Linked DNA regions of Mus musculus: regions 2, 3, 4 and 5 are each linked to region 1. Evidence: chromatin contacts called from public HiChIP or PLAC-seq and promoter capture Hi-C data. All regions are on one chromosome and are shown on one strand. Each heading gives the region's core, a stretch centred on a gene start, on an enhancer-like site or on the middle of the called end of the contact. The rest is flanking DNA. Distances are from core to core; before and after follow the strand shown. Region 1 holds the start of Emid1 (EMI domain containing 1). Region 2 holds the start of Aebp1 (AE binding protein 1). Region 3 holds the start of Pgam2 (phosphoglycerate mutase 2). Region 4 holds the start of Urgcp (upregulator of cell proliferation). Region 5 holds the start of Mrps24 (mitochondrial ribosomal protein S24).

Evidence for each region. Promoter capture Hi-C pulls out the DNA fragments that hold promoters and counts their contacts. HiChIP or PLAC-seq counts read pairs in DNA pulled down with a chosen protein or histone mark.
Region 2: a promoter capture Hi-C map of liver shows a contact between it and region 1, with 4 times the contacts expected there. The contact joins the promoter of Aebp1 here to the promoter of Emid1 in region 1. A contact is called at or near these places in 11 of 39 promoter capture datasets (3T3-L1-derived adipocytes, cranial neural crest, frontonasal cranial neural crest and 7 more), 1 of 115 datasets of contacts at active chromatin or transcription factors (double positive thymocytes) and 2 of 9 other capture datasets (adipose tissue and pancreatic islet).
Region 3: a promoter capture Hi-C map of pre-B cells shows a contact between it and region 1, with 2.9 times the contacts expected there. The contact joins the promoter of Pgam2 here to the promoter of Emid1 in region 1. A contact is called at or near these places in 9 of 39 promoter capture datasets (cranial neural crest, embryonic stem cells, hematopoietic stem and progenitor cells and 4 more), 1 of 484 Hi-C or Micro-C datasets (embryonic retina) and 1 of 115 datasets of contacts at active chromatin or transcription factors (kidney).
Region 4: a contact with region 1 is called in a promoter capture Hi-C map of embryonic stem cells, with 2.7 times the contacts expected there. The contact joins the promoter of Urgcp here to the promoter of Emid1 in region 1. A contact is called at or near these places in 9 of 39 promoter capture datasets (the 3T3-L1 cell line, the C10 cell line, embryonic stem cells and 5 more), 1 of 115 datasets of contacts at active chromatin or transcription factors (trophoblast stem cells) and 1 of 9 other capture datasets (embryonic stem cells).
Region 5: an H3K4me3 HiChIP or PLAC-seq map of forebrain shows a contact between it and region 1, with 5 times the contacts expected there. The contact joins the promoter of Mrps24 here to the promoter of Emid1 in region 1. A contact is called at or near these places in 5 of 39 promoter capture datasets (the HPC-7 cell line, embryonic stem cells, hematopoietic stem and progenitor cells and 2 more), 2 of 484 Hi-C or Micro-C datasets (bone marrow-derived macrophages and embryonic stem cells), 8 of 115 datasets of contacts at active chromatin or transcription factors (embryonic stem cells, forebrain, large pre-B cells and 3 more) and 2 of 9 other capture datasets (adipose tissue and embryonic stem cells).

The regions. Positions count from the first base shown.
Region 1 is chr11:5,150,818-5,153,634 of GRCm38.p6, forward strand. It overlaps Emid1 (EMI domain containing 1), which reads right to left and starts at 1,413. Exons shown (of 15, transcript NM_080595.3): 1 at 1,305-1,413. The coding sequence starts at 1,405.
Region 2 is chr11:5,860,446-5,863,262 of GRCm38.p6, forward strand. It overlaps Aebp1 (AE binding protein 1), which reads left to right and starts at 1,421. Exons shown (of 21, transcript NM_009636.3): 1 at 1,421-1,953. The coding sequence starts at 1,707.
Region 3 is chr11:5,802,332-5,805,148 of GRCm38.p6, forward strand. Pgam2 (phosphoglycerate mutase 2) reads right to left here and starts at 1,465. Exons shown (of 3, transcript NM_018870.3): 1 at 944-1,465; 2 at 668-848. The coding sequence starts at 1,357.
Region 4 is chr11:5,739,693-5,742,509 of GRCm38.p6, forward strand. Urgcp (upregulator of cell proliferation) reads right to left here and starts at 1,484. Exons shown (of 6, transcript NM_178623.3): 1 at 1,405-1,484. The coding sequence starts at 1,418.
Region 5 is chr11:5,706,246-5,709,062 of GRCm38.p6, forward strand. It overlaps Mrps24 (mitochondrial ribosomal protein S24), which reads right to left and starts at 1,456. Exons shown (of 4, transcript NM_026080.3): 1 at 1,379-1,456; 2 at 1,242-1,310; 3 at 1,053-1,164. The coding sequence starts at 1,417.

The DNA.
Region 1 (2,817 bases), core at 163-2,662:
AAGGTTCTAGAAGCAATGGATGCAGGAAAAGTGCCAGCCCACACCAGCTGTGGTTGGCACACTGTAGGGGTGCTGTGGCATCTGCCACATCTGCCACTCGGCTGTTCCCATCTCAGACAGCTAACTGCCTGACCTCTGCTGCCTCAGCCACTTCTACCCCTGAGCCTGCTCTACCCGGTCACCTGCTTTTGCTAGCTCCCAGGGGGGGTTGCTGGCCTCTGACCACAAGAAAGGGAAACTTCTAAAAAGAAAGAAGTGAGGCCACAGGGGGGTGGGGCCCTCACGGGCCTTTGAATGGGCTGAAAGGCCTAAGAGGCCTGGTTAGTCCACATTGTCTGTCCTGGAGACAGGGGCAGGGGCTACAGGCAGAGCAGGGGCCAGGGCAGGTTCAAACTCTGCCATCGAGTCCAGAAAGGGAGAGCTGAATCCCAGCTCTTCCATGAATACCCACCACGAGCACATTAGTCTCAGTTTGCCCCTCTATTGAGTGGGGACAAGTTTCCCTACATCCTCCAGTCTTGAAGGCACTGTCTAGAAAAAGCCCCACAGGACCCGATCCTGGGAAACACTCCACAAAGGCCGGCAGAGAGTCATAGGCTTTTGGGAGGTCCAACCAAATGCCAGGTCCCAGGGGGCCTCTGACACTGACCCACTGTGCAGTCTCCACCCCAGTCCTTCCTCCGAGTGAAATAAATAGCTGGGACATAAAAAAAGAAAAAAGAAAAAAAAAAAGAAAGAAAGAAAGAAGAAAAAGACAGTAGCAGGGGAAAAGAGAGGGGATTCCTGAAGGGCTGGCTAAGGGGTGATCCTGGCATTTTACATGTACATGAAGGGAAGGGGGGCTTGGGCGAGACCCACAGAAGTCCTGGGAAGCTCTGTTGCATTGCCATGGGTCCACCTTCTGGGGCCTCCGGGATCTCAGTAGGGGAGGCCGTCTGTTCTTTCACACAGAAGTAGGTGAGCCGGCTATCCTGAGCACAGCGTGCCAAACCCCTGCTCCCACTGCTTATGGTATAGAGATGAGCGATGGAGCCCCTGCAACAGTCTCGGACTGCCTCCGATGTCCCGGGATTGCAAGGAGCTGGGGTCGGGTCTCTGTCCCAGTCCTAGGGTTGCATGGAGCTGGGGTCGGGTCTCTGTCCCAGACCCTGAAGTTGCACAGAGCTGCGATCGGGTCTCTGCCCCAGTCGCGGGATTGTACGGAGCTGGGGTCGGGTCCCTGTCCCAGTCTCGGGGTTGCACGGAGCTGGGGTCTGCTTCCCTCACCCCAGTGCTGGGATTGCACAGAGCTAGGGGAGACTTACCTGCGACCCGAGAACCGGGCGCCCGGGACGCTCCACGCGGCGCCGCCTCCCGGGAGCAGGAGCCCGAGGCAGAGCAGCGTCCAGGCCCGCGGGCCGCCCATGCTGTCGTCCCCACCGCAGCCGCGGGCGCGCAGAGCCGGTTCCGGGCGGAGCAGGGCGGGGGCGCTCGGCTTCGCCCGCCCCTCGCCCCCCGCCCCCCGCCAACCCGGAAGCCGTCCGCGCCCCCGCCAGGACGCCCTCCAGGTGCCCACCTGAGCCGCAGACTGGGAAACTGAGGCCCTGGCCGCACCCGCCCCCTCGTCCCCGCAACGCTGCCAGGACCTGAACCCACCACTCCAGAGCGATCGCCTCTGGACGCACATCTTTGACATCTTTGCGGAACTGGGTTCCCGAAACACACAGGATCTTCCCATCGACCTAACACAGGCTTCCTGCGCGAGCTGTGCCATTGTCCCAGGCATCTCACCCCATACATCCTGCCCTGACTAAAGCTTTCATCACTCCGTGTTGGGCTGGCTAGGTCGCCCATGTTACGGAGGAGAAACCCGAGGCTCAGGTGCTCCCGCGTCCCCTAAGTGCAGTGACCCTTATACCTGTTTTACAGGGAGACACTAAGGCCCAGAGCACTCTGGCAGAGTAACCCCAGACCCACAATCCCCTCATCTCAGTGTTGGGGTCTAAGCACAAGTGTAGACAGCATTTTGGCATAGGCCTCAATTTCCCATTCCCTAAGGTAAGGACTGGCTGAGAGCAGAGGGCCTGGGTGGGACTCAGGCACATTCCACGCGGCATAGCAGGTGCGAGGAGTTTGCCTGTGCTGACATGATAGACTATTTGTGTGCATGGATAATGTTGTATGCATGCACGGCGCTGTAAACATGTATGTGCTGAATCTGTGTGTACACGATGTGTTTGTGAGCATGGGCAGTATTTGCTTATGTACGCCATATTTGAATGAACAATGTATGTGTTTGTGTGGTGGGCATGTGTATGCATGTATGTCTGTGTACACGTGAGATGCCTGTATGCATGCATATCATGTTTGTGTACACGTGTGCATGTGTGTGTATATGAACATGTGTGTATATGAACATATATGTACATATATGTACACACATATATGTACATATATGTACACACATATATGTACATATATGTACACACATATATGTACATATGTGTGTATATGAAGTATGATTTTCTTTCTTTCTTTCTCTTTCTTTCTTTCTTTCTTTCTTTCTTTCTTTCTTTCTTTCTTTTAGATGAGCTCTCTATATGTCCTGGCTTGGTCTGGAACAAATACACACACACACACACACACACACACACACACACACACACACATATATAATATGGCTAGCTTTCATTTCACAGAGGTCTGTCTGCCTCTGCCTCCTGCATGCTGGGTTCGATACTGTGCCCAGCTCTACACAAGAGCAGAGTCGTCACCAAGGGAGGTCACAGAAGACGTCTACTGCACGCCCCAGCAGTGAGCAGCCTAGGTCAGGGAATC
Region 2 (2,817 bases), core at 171-2,670, 710 kb after region 1:
GAGAGGATTGTCCCGGGATGGGGGAGGGGGAGCAAAGTGGATGAGGACCAACAGCCTGTGGGATGCAAGGGCTGATCGTGTGTGCTAGGCACAGCACAAAGTGGTCCATTTAGCCGGGCAGTGGTGGTGCACACCTTTAATCCCAGCACTTGGGAGGCAGCAGCAGGTGGGTTTCTGAGTTCGAGGCCAGCCTGGTCTACAGAGCAAGTTCCAGGACAGCCAGAGCTACACAGAGAAACTCTGTCTCAAAAAAATCGAATAAACCAGAAAGGTGGTCCATTTAATATGCGTATAGTAAGTTGTGGACACGGAGTTCCCCTGCTGAGTCAGACAGCTAGGAGGGCTAAGATGGGTTAGACCCTCCCCCCCACACACACACACACACTCACACACACATCAGTTCTTGGCATAGTCTCCATGCTTCCTCAAGGAGAGCCAGAAAGGAGACTGCCGGGAGGGGCTTGCCTACTCCCTGAGAGCAGTGGGTTACAGAGCCCAGTACCCGAAAATTTCCCCTTTTTCTCCCTGCTCATGCTGGACAGAGAGGGTGAGGGTGAGGGTGAAAGACTGAGGAGGTGGCATCGTGTTGGTGTTTCTTGACCTGCTTTTTCTTTTTTCTCTTCCAGCTGAGATGTAAACTTTCCCATGTCAATCATCTGGGGGTCGCTATTCTTTTTTATCAGAGTGCCTCCCCACCTTGGTTGAAAGCTGCCTGCCACTGCCCTGGACCTATGGCTGCTACAAGCCCACGTTCACATCTTTAATCCTTCATGGGTAAATGCTCTGGCATTCCTGGGCTTAGCTATGATGGCCATTATGAGCCAGCCAACGTTTGTATTCTAGAAGCCATAGCTGAAGCTGTTGTAAACAATTTGTTGTTTTAACCGCTTCTGGTCAGAGGAAGGAGAGAAATAGCTATTACTCCACATTGGGACCTGAGCCCTGAGCTCTGAAGTGGGGCTCCTATCTCCATAAGGACAGCAGCTTGCTGAGAACAGCTTTTCACAGCCTTCCTCGCAAAAATTGGCTCCAAAGACCTGGGATGTTGGTGATAACTGGACAAAGGTGACACCTGTGCAAGCACACAGCAGGTGACACTTTGAAGAGCTAACCTCCAGAAAGTGGAAAGGAGGTGATCGCCAGTACCCTCGAGGGCCCTACTCCCTCCCTCCCCTAGCAATCTCCCTGGGCTCAGAGCAAAGGGCACAGCGGGTTAGAGCACAGGTCTCCTTAGACTCCGCACACTCCCTTCCCCATAACTGTTGCATTCTTTTCTCCCAGGCCTTCCTCCCCGCTAGGCGCCCTGCACCCAGACCCTCTAAACTGGGCGCTGACGCTGCTATTAGTCTGGGCTCCGTGCTGCTCCGCCTCCCTCCCCCGCAGCCCCCGGTCCAAGGCCGGCTCCTCCTCCTCCCCCTCCGGAAACCCGAAGCCCCCGCCCCGGCCAGGCCGTCGCAAGCGCTCTGGAGGGCGGTCCGCGTGAGAGCCAGCCACGCGGGGCAGGAGCGCCCAGTTGCTGCCGGAGCTGGGCCCGCCAGAACCTCTCCTGGAGCCCCTTGCTCTCCTTGAATCTCCCTTTCCCACCGCTTTCTGGATACCCTTGACGCCCACGTTCCTCGCGCCCTTTCCCGCCCCTACGCGGGGCGCTGCCCCTGCCACCCAAGTCCCTGCTCAAGCCCGCCCGGCTCCCGCGCGTGCCCAGAGCCATGGCTCCAGTGCGCACCGCATCCCTGCTCTGCGGCCTCCTGGCACTGCTGACGCTGTGCCCTGAGGGGAACCCACAGACGGTGCTGACGGACGACGAGATCGAGGAGTTCCTCGAAGGCTTCCTTTCGGAGTTGGAGACCCAGTCCCCGCCCCGGGAAGACGACGTGGAAGTCCAGCCGCTTCCCGAACCCACCCAGCGTCCCCGCAAATCCAAGGCAGGGGGCAAGCAGCGGGCAGATGTAGAAGGTGAGAACCTGGTGACATGGGTGGCCATGGCATCAAGTGAGCATACAGGGGCTCTGGAGGGTCTAGCCACTTCCCATGCTGCCCCGTGAGGAATGTCTCTCCAAGGCAACGCAAGGCAACACACTGCCAGGCAGCAGTTCTGTCCTGGAGTTTGGAAACCTGGAGGTGTGTGTTCAGCATAGGGTGGCGCTGGGCTTTTGAGGTCGCCCAAGTTGTTCATCCCAGGTCTCAAGAGAGTGTAGGTTTGGACGAGTGGGAAATTGTGATTCGCCTCTCCGAACTGGCCCTAGTCTCTTAGTGGCAAGCTTCAAGCCTAGGCATCTGCTTGCCTCCTCTTCTCCCACAGGAACACAGACAGGGGAGCGGGGTGAGGAAGACTTCCAGGTGAAAGTGGGCAGTCTGAGATGGTCAGAACTAAGCGAGGTGATAGCATCCCGGAGGCATGCAACCCCGAGCCTCTTATGCAATCGTTGTCAGTAAATCTTAGCTGTTTTTCATGGCCCTCTGGAGAGTGGCAACGGATCTTGTGATCTCTCTCCCAGGAGACTGTAAGGCACCATTCATCATTCCTGAGGTCAGCCACTCCCCCTCCGGCCCCCACTGCTGTAGATCTGTCCTGCTCTCCCTACCCTCACCTCCCTGCACACTTTGCCTCCAGCAACCAAGACGTTCTGGACATTGCCAAGTGACCCTGCTCCTGCTGCATGTTTTGCTGTATTCCCTGTGTTTCAGCCAGCTGCCTGTGTGTTTCCCATTCGCCATTAAATTCTCCGCACCCAGCAATTGCAGCTCCTAGGGTGCTAGAAGGGTGGCCCCTGCTACTTGACTTCTCTGAGATGAGCCAGCACGGAGAGAACTACCTAC
Region 3 (2,817 bases), core at 215-2,714, 650 kb after region 1:
ATCCCACCGAGTCTAAAGGTCACCCAGAATCTAATATAGACGTCCGGTGTCTACGACCCAGTTGGGACCATAATTGGTAACCTCCCTACACTGCTATGCCCCCCTTCCAGGCCTGTCTACTAGCCCTTGCTCTTCAGTTAGGAGCACCACCACAGGCCTAAGATTTTAAGTAGCTCCATATTTCTGCACTCTGCTGCCTTTTTTTAGCCTATAGAAGACTGAGAGGTGGGGGAACACATGGTTCAGGTCTGTGTGGGTGGATGGACTATGTATTGTACCTGAGGCAAAGGGGCCTCAGAGTCAAGGCACTTTGTACATAGACTTGAGAGAAAAAGAGGAAATGCAGGCAGCACCAGGAGAGAGAGCAAGAGTTTTATAACAGCTCAAGTGGCTTGATTCAGCAGGAAGCCAATACTTGGCGTTGATGGCCAGAGCTCTGACCTCTTTCCCCAGTGGGTGCCAGAAGCCTGCTCTACCTATGATCAGCTCCTGTGGGGTGCCTCAGCTATGCTGTCTGTGCTGACTACATAACTGGAAATGGGACAACACAAAGTATTACAAAACTCCTGCCTCCATCAACTTCTGAAACCCTGACATCTGTAAAATAGCTGAAACCAATGAACCGCAGTGGTTTCTGTCTCACATCTTTCCTGAGAGTAGGCCTCACCTTCCAGATGTTTCACAATGCCCCGAAGGCTGTTCCCATGGGCTGCAATAAGCACTCTCTGGCCAGCCTTAATCTTAGGTGCGATCTCCTCATTCCAGAAGGGCAAAGCCCGGGCAATGGTGTCCTTGAGACTTTCACAGGTAGGCAGCTCCTCAGGCTTCAAGCCTGCATAGCGGCGGTCCTGGGGACAAGGGCACAGGAACATTTCGCTTTTGTTTACTGGGTAGCCCTCCCCCCTGGGCTCCCAACCTTCCAGCTTCCCGGCATCTGGCCCACCTTGCTGATGGAGGTGTAGTAGTTGTGTTTCTCATCCATGGGTGGTGGTGGGGTGTCAAAGGAACGCCTCCAGATCTTCACCTGCTCCTCCCCGTGCTTTGCAGCCGTCTCAGCCTTATTGAGGCCTGTGAGGCCACCATAGTGCCGCTCATTGAGGCGCCAGGTACGCACCACGGGCACCCACATTTGGTCCGTAACATCCAGGATGGTCCAAAGGGTGCGGATTGCCCGCTTCAGCACCGACGTGTAGCAGATGTCAAACTCTATCTTGGCATCTTTGATAGCGGTGGCCCCCCGCTTGGCCTCCTCTGCTCCCTTCTCACTCAGCTCTGCATCAAACCAGCCACAGAAACGGTTCTCTTGGTTCCATAAGCTCTCACCGTGGCGAACCATTACTAGGCGGTGGGTGGTCATGGTGGCGGGGGACACAGGAACTCTAGGTGGCAGCTGCTTGCTTGGCCCTTTAGGCTTTATAACAGTTTTCCCAGCCCCCACCCCAGCCCTAACTGCCAATCAGCATTCCAGGAGATACAGGCAGAGGCAGGCAACCAGTAGCAGAACTGGGGGTGGGGTGTAGTCCAAGGAGCTGAACTTAAAAATAGTCTCACAAAATCATCAGCTCAGATGACAAGCCCCATAACCAGCTGGCACCTGGTAACAAGCCGCATGGGGCTGCAGAACTGGACCAGGGTGAAGGGCAGGAGTCAACCTGGGGGTGTTCTCCATGTGGAGACACTCTTGACATCAGCAGCTTTCAATCACAATTGGCCCTCTCCTGATCGGGTAGAAACAACTATTCCAGGCCCTTTTCTGATATATACATATGTTTAAAGACAGAGTTGAATTGTGTGACTCAAGCTGCAATCTCTCTTCAGTCTCTTAATACAATTAAGAACAAGCGCATCTCAGGAAGAAGTCTAGCCTAGTGTCAAGGTCAAGGGTATGTATAAGATATCCATACAAAGAGGTCAGTGTGTAAGTAAATAAGTAGGCGTGTCTGCAACAGTGATTGTTCTCTGCCCAGGTGCCTGTCCCAGCGTACATGCATTGTCTGTGTTGCTGTGTTGGTGAGACGGAGTGAGCACACACGTTTTACCAGGCAGATACCCCCACCCCACTAAGTATGGAGGATGAGGAGCAGTTGCTTTGAGAGGTGCACAGGATGAGACAGCTCCCCAGATGATACTCAGGTGAGCTAGAAGAACACTGAGGGCAGAGCTGGGAGCCCTACAGGAAGGGTACACTGGGTTGAGGTACCAGTAAAAAACAGAACACCCTAAGGGACTGGAGAGATGGCTCCTCAAGAGCACTTCCAAAGGACCCAGATACAATCTCCAGTACCCACATTGGGCAGCTCACCACTACCTGCAACTATAGCTCCAGGGGCATCCAACAGGTCTGGTCTCAGTGTATACCTGCACTAATGTGCACATTTCCTACCCACAATTAAAAATAAACTTAAAGACATTTTAGAACCTGGTTGTGCACACCTTTAATCCTACCCCCTGCCCAAGTGCTGGGATTAAAGACATGCACCACTGTCACCCCTCTGATGTTGTTTTTTTTTTTTTTTTTTTTTTTTGGCGGGGGGGAGGGGTCAAAACAGGGTTTCTCTGTATAGCACTGGCTGTCCTGGAACTCACTTTGTAGACCAGGCTGGCCTCGAACTCAGAAATCTGCCTGCCTCTGCCTCCCGAGTGCTGGGATTAAAAGCGTGCCCCACCACTGCCCAGCCCCCTGTGTTGTTTTAAAGACAGGCTCTCACTATGCAGCTTTAGCTGGCCTGGTACTTGCTATGTAGACCAGGCTGACCTGGTACAGAGGTCTATAAGGATCTGCATTACAACACCTGGCTGGTGTGGCTAATAAACTCT
Region 4 (2,817 bases), core at 234-2,733, 590 kb after region 1:
CTATTCTGTTATCAGACAATACCATAATTCTGTGGGTCCAGGCACACAGAATTATTAATCCTAGGAGATCCTCCTCCAACCCCTGTCTACAAAGCAGTGTGTTTAGACACAAAATGTACTAAGCTGTCTTACAAGCCTAATGGCAGCTGCCACAGGCTCAAACACTGCCTTACACTTTCCTATGAGGCTGGGCAAGAATGTAGAGGGACCTTGGCCCTCTGGGTCCAAAGCCTGGCCTGCCCAGGATGGATCACAGTTTATTCTCCTTATGAGCTCAAAGTACTGGATACCCAGCTGGCATTGAAAAAGGCCTGGTCTCAGAAGTGCCTGCTTGCCCTCGAGCCTAGAAAGGCATTAGGCAGGTGGAAATTGCCCATGATCTGACTGGCGCCTGCAGGCCTGGATCAAGTTCAGATTGCTTCATTCACCTTCATTCAGACCACTGTACCGAGCCAAATCACTCCCTAGCATAGTGAAGTCTGCCTTTGTGGGAGAGCTAACTTCTACATGCTTCCCCCAGAAGTCCTCCTGCACCTGTAAGTCTTCTAACTGCAATGATACACAGCGTGGGCTGCTACCAGTACTACTGGGTCTGAGACCCTCTGAATGATGGCGTACAGTCAAAAAGATGTTTACCACCTATAGCGATGACCTTGAGACCCATTTTCCTTTCTGTGACATAAAAGCATTAGTCCAATCATGTCATTTCAGATCTCATAACCAGTAAAATCAAATCAAACGGTAGTAATGAACTGTTGAGAAAATGAGAAAAAAATACAAACTATGTGTCACTATATAATTTCCTAAGAACACTATTTGGGAGAGAGAACGAGCACTAGGAAAGAGGTAATACCAGAACAAGTGTAGCCATCCCACAGAAGCACCCCCACCCCCACCCCAACACAGGCAGTCTTAGATCCCGAATCCGCTTTTTCACTCTGGACAAGGGTCCAGTCCAGCTGAGCCCCACTTGCCCTGACGTGGGACAGCCTGGGGATGTCCCCTAATGACTGTGAACCCAAGCATCAACTTCCAACGCAAGCAAGTCTAAACGCCAGAAACACACGTCAGGCCTGCTAAGCCGCTCTGCGGCCTCAGCCGAGCCCTAGGACCCCGAGTCCCCTCCCGCAGCTTCCTTGCTGCCCCTCTCCAGAACCCGTTTCTCCGGCCCTGACCGGCCGCTGTCCTGGCTGGTCCTGCCCGCGGCCCTGCCGGGAGACCCTGGCCCGGCTACGACCGCCCAAGGTCGGCGGGGGAGGCCGCGGGTCGTGGACAGGCACCTGGCGGGACAGAGTCAGCCGGGGTCCGGCCGAGGCCAAGGGGGCGCCGGGTGGTGGACACGCACAGTTCCGCCCGCCCCTCGCCCAACAGGCGCCCCCCGCACACCCGGAGCGCCTCACTCACCCCGGCGACGCCATGAGCGCAGCGGCCTGGGCGCTCCCGCCTCCTCCGCTGCTTGCGCGGCTGCCGCCGGGCGCCGGGGAGGGGCCTGTAGGCCGCCCCCGCCCGCTCCGTTAGGGCGTCGGGCGCCGTGGGCTGAGCTCAGTGGAGGGCAGGCGGGCGCCTGGGGCGAGGGAGAGGACGCCCTGGGCCCAGAGCACTACCTACGGCAGCCACCGGCCAGGCCGGCCCGCTGCCCGGAGGCTGGAACTCACCTGCGGAGCCAGACCTGCCCTGGGGCCACTGACAGCTGCCAGACTGCTGGACACCACCCTCTAGTCCCCGCATTCTGATGTTAATTTCTGTAAGAAACGCACTTTCCTCTACCTCTGGGGTGTACAGTGTTGCTGTTCTAAAGGAAAACAACATCTCTCCTGCTACTAGTTCGCAGCGGGGTGGAGTAATGTTGGCCTCTGAGCTGGTTTCCCACTTTTTTTTTAAGTGTGTATATTAAGCCTTATCTTGTATTACATAGAAATAAAAAGTTTAGAACTTGTGCAGTGGGGTTTCCCAGAATCACCTACAAGCTATGAATATTTAGGCATGTAAAATTTTGAGGCTTGGTTCCAGCCCCTGCTAAATTAGTTTCAAAGACAAATTATATCTTTTAAGAGAAAATACCTAATTTAAAGAAACAAACTCTGGACTATGCAGTGCAAACCACTGCTGGTGGCATTTTTGTGTTATCACATTAAGTTGTTTTTTCAATTTATTTTTTTCATACAGTGCATTTTCCTTTCTGTGACATAAAAGCATTAGTCCAATCATGTCATTTCAGAACTCATAACCAGTAAAATCAAATCAAACGGTAGTAATGAACTGTTGAGAAAATGAGAAAAAAAATACAAACTATGTGTCACTATAATTTCCCTTCCCAGCTCCTCCCCACCTTCCTACCTTCAAGTTCTTTTTCTTTATTTTCATTGAGACAGGTTCTCTGTTTAACACTGTCCTGCCAAGAGCTTGCTGTGTAGACCAGGATGGCCTTGAATTCATGGAGTTCCACCTGCCTGCTTTTTCTCCAGAGTGCTGAGATTAAAAGTGTGCACCACCATGCGGGGCAGGGCCCAACATTGAGATAGTATTCTCTTCACCACTAAGAATATTAAACACCGGGCTGGAGAGATGGCTCAGTGGTTGAGAGCACTGAATGCTCTTCCAGAGGTCCTGAGTTCAAATCCCAGCAACCACATGGTGGCGCCCAACCATCGGTAATGAGATCTGACGCCCTCTCCTGGAGTGTCTGAAGACAGCTACAGTGTATTTACAGATAATAAAATAAATAAATCTTAAAAAAAAAGAATATTAAACACCAAAGAGATTATAAAGCACCGAAGAGATAATTGAACAATTTGCCCATCGACCAGAACACCTAGG
Region 5 (2,817 bases), core at 206-2,705, 560 kb after region 1:
AGGTGCACACCTATACTCGCAGCACTGAGAAAAATGAGGCTGGCGTGTGAGAGTTCCAGCGCAGCCTGAGGTACACTGCCACACTCTCTTAAAGATGGTTCAGCAGGCAAGGGTGCTTGCTTGATCCCTGGGGCCCCATATGGTAGGAGAGGGCTGACTCAGACAAACTGAACACATCCATACATATACACACACAACATGCATACTGAAATGGAAATGAACAAGAAAAATACAAAATAGGAAGTAGGGGGAGAAAAAAAAAGCCTAAAAATACGGGTTCTGTGAGCCATGAAGACTGTAGCACATTCCTGCAGTTTTGTACTTGGGTGAACACCGCATTACATAGGGCACACTCTTCCAGGTCTAGGATCCTATGTAGACTTCACTACCGCATCGCCTCCGGGCTATTACACATCTGTAAATTATGGCTTGCCAAAAAAGCACTGTCAAACCTTGTTTGTAAGCATGCAAATACTGTTCTATGGAGGCTCAAATGAGACTTTAGCAAGAAATATTCAAATTCCTTTCAATATGCAAGAATTCCTTTCTTTCACCATCCTAATATGCCCATCACTCATATGTTCTGTTGTCGGTAACATGTACAGTGTGTGTGCAGGCTTGCTCCCTTGACAGACGCATGGAGAAGACCAGGGGTTAACAGCCAATGTTTTTCCTCTATCACTATTTGCTGCTCGTTTATTTTCTAGCAAAACAGCTGCTCTTCCAAGACTGGCTGGCCAGTGACCCCCAAGAACCAAATATCTCCTTCACCCTCACACCCCTTGAGCTGTGGCACCAAGTGCTCATTTAGGAGCTAGGCTGCACCCTCATGCTAGAGCGGCACAGCATTTAGCAATCTTTCCAGTCCCCTAACTAAATGTGACAGGGTCTCAGTAAGTAACCTTACCTGGCCTTAAACTCAAGATCGGCCTCCCGAGCGCGTTCGCCGTCACGCCCGGCCTCCCACCCAAAAGTTCGGCTCTTTGCCTTGAAGAGTACGTTCAAGAGTGACCCGTGCCACCAGGGTGGCAGTCCTTCCCAGGCGCCCTCACCTGTGTGCAGCGACAGCCAGCCCTTTCGGTGTGCGATGTAGTGCGGGGCGTGCGCCTCCTCGTAGCTCACCGGCTTGTTCCCCTTGGCCACGCGGACTCGCGCCGCCCGATTCTAGGAGCGAAGGTGCGGTCACGGGGAGACCCAGCCCAGCCGCCCTCGCGGCCCCCAGACCCGGCCGCCGCACTCACCTTGGCGCAGACCGCGGAGGTGTGCAGGGTGCGCCAGGCGCCAGGCAGCTCCCGGCTGCAGGCCAGCACCTGCGGAGAGGCGGGGAGTGAGCGGACACCGGATGGCGCCCCAGCCCTCCCGCCCGCGGCCCACTCACCCGCTGCCCTAGCCCGCGCACCGACGCGGACCACGCCATCTTGGGCCGGCGCGACCCGGGACGCGTCAGTGCGCAGCCGCAGGAAGGCGGGGCCTCAGAGCAGGAACTAACGGGAACACGGGCGGGGGCGGGGCGTGGCGAGGGAGAGGGCGTGGCGTGGGTCGGAGTGTGGGACGTCCTGCAATTTTCCTGATACTGTCAGCTAGTCCTTGGTCGGACCTGGTGTTGGGTTTTAAATGCGAAAATTTGGTGATATAAAACTGAGGTGTGGGGCTGGTGAGATGGCTCAGTGGGTTAGAGCACCCGACTGCTCTTCCGAAGGTCCAGAGTTCAAATCCCAGCAACCACATGGTGGCTCACAACCATCCCTAACGAGATCTGACTCCCTCTTCTGGAGTGTCTGAAGACAGCTACAATGTACTTACATATAATAAATAAATAAATCTTTAAAAAAAAAAAAAAAAAAAAAAAAAAAAAACAAAACTGAGGTGTAGCTGGACATGGTGGCGCACGCCTTTAATCCCCGCACTCGGGTGGCCGAGGCAGGTGGGTCTCTGAATTCCAGCCTAGTCCGGTCTACAAAGCGAGTTCCTGGAGAGTCTGAGTTACAGAGAGAAACCCGTTCTGGCAAAACAGAACAAACAAACAAAAGCCATGAAGTTTTTATCCTCATAGAGAGGTGGTAGAAACAGCTTCAATGTCCTCTAGAGAATTGAAGAGAAAACGCGCCGGCCCTCAGGCCCCGCTGTTCCGTGCTTGTGCTCCTACCTGAGACCGCGTACTCTCCAGGAATATCCAATATGACAGCGTCAGCCTCCTTTGGGCTGGGAATAGTCATTTGCCTTCATGCTGAGCAGATCCCAGAAAAGGGGTTGCTGGGTTGGCTCCTAATCATTTAAAGTAAAGAGGCAGTGTGTTGAGGGTCTATTTCTGCGGTGGAGCCACCCAAGGAAGAAAATTTTAAATGGCAAGGAAATTTATGAGGCTAGAGCAATGTCGTTGTAATTATTATTGAGTAATTATTAATGGCAAGGGGGGAATAGAATCGTGAAGAACTCACTCTACTAAAGAAAGCACATGGACTCTAGAGTCTGACTCTCATTATAACAAAATATTGAATGAAGGGATTTTTTGTTTTGCTTTGGTTTTTTGTTTTGGGGGACTGTTTTGTTTTGTTTGTTTTTGTTTTTGAGACAAGGGCTCTCTGTGTAACAAATTCTGGACTCAATTTATAGACCAGGCTGGCCTCAAAGTCACAAAGATCCACCTTTTCTGCCTCTGAAGTGCTGGGATGAGGGGTGTGCCACCACACCTGGCTGGGAACTCCTTCAAAGCATCCATGGGAGTGGACACTTACACTCTAATGTCAGTGCTTGGAAGGCAGAGGCAGATGGATCTTTTATCAGTTCAAGGTCTACATATGGAGCTCCAGGCTCCAA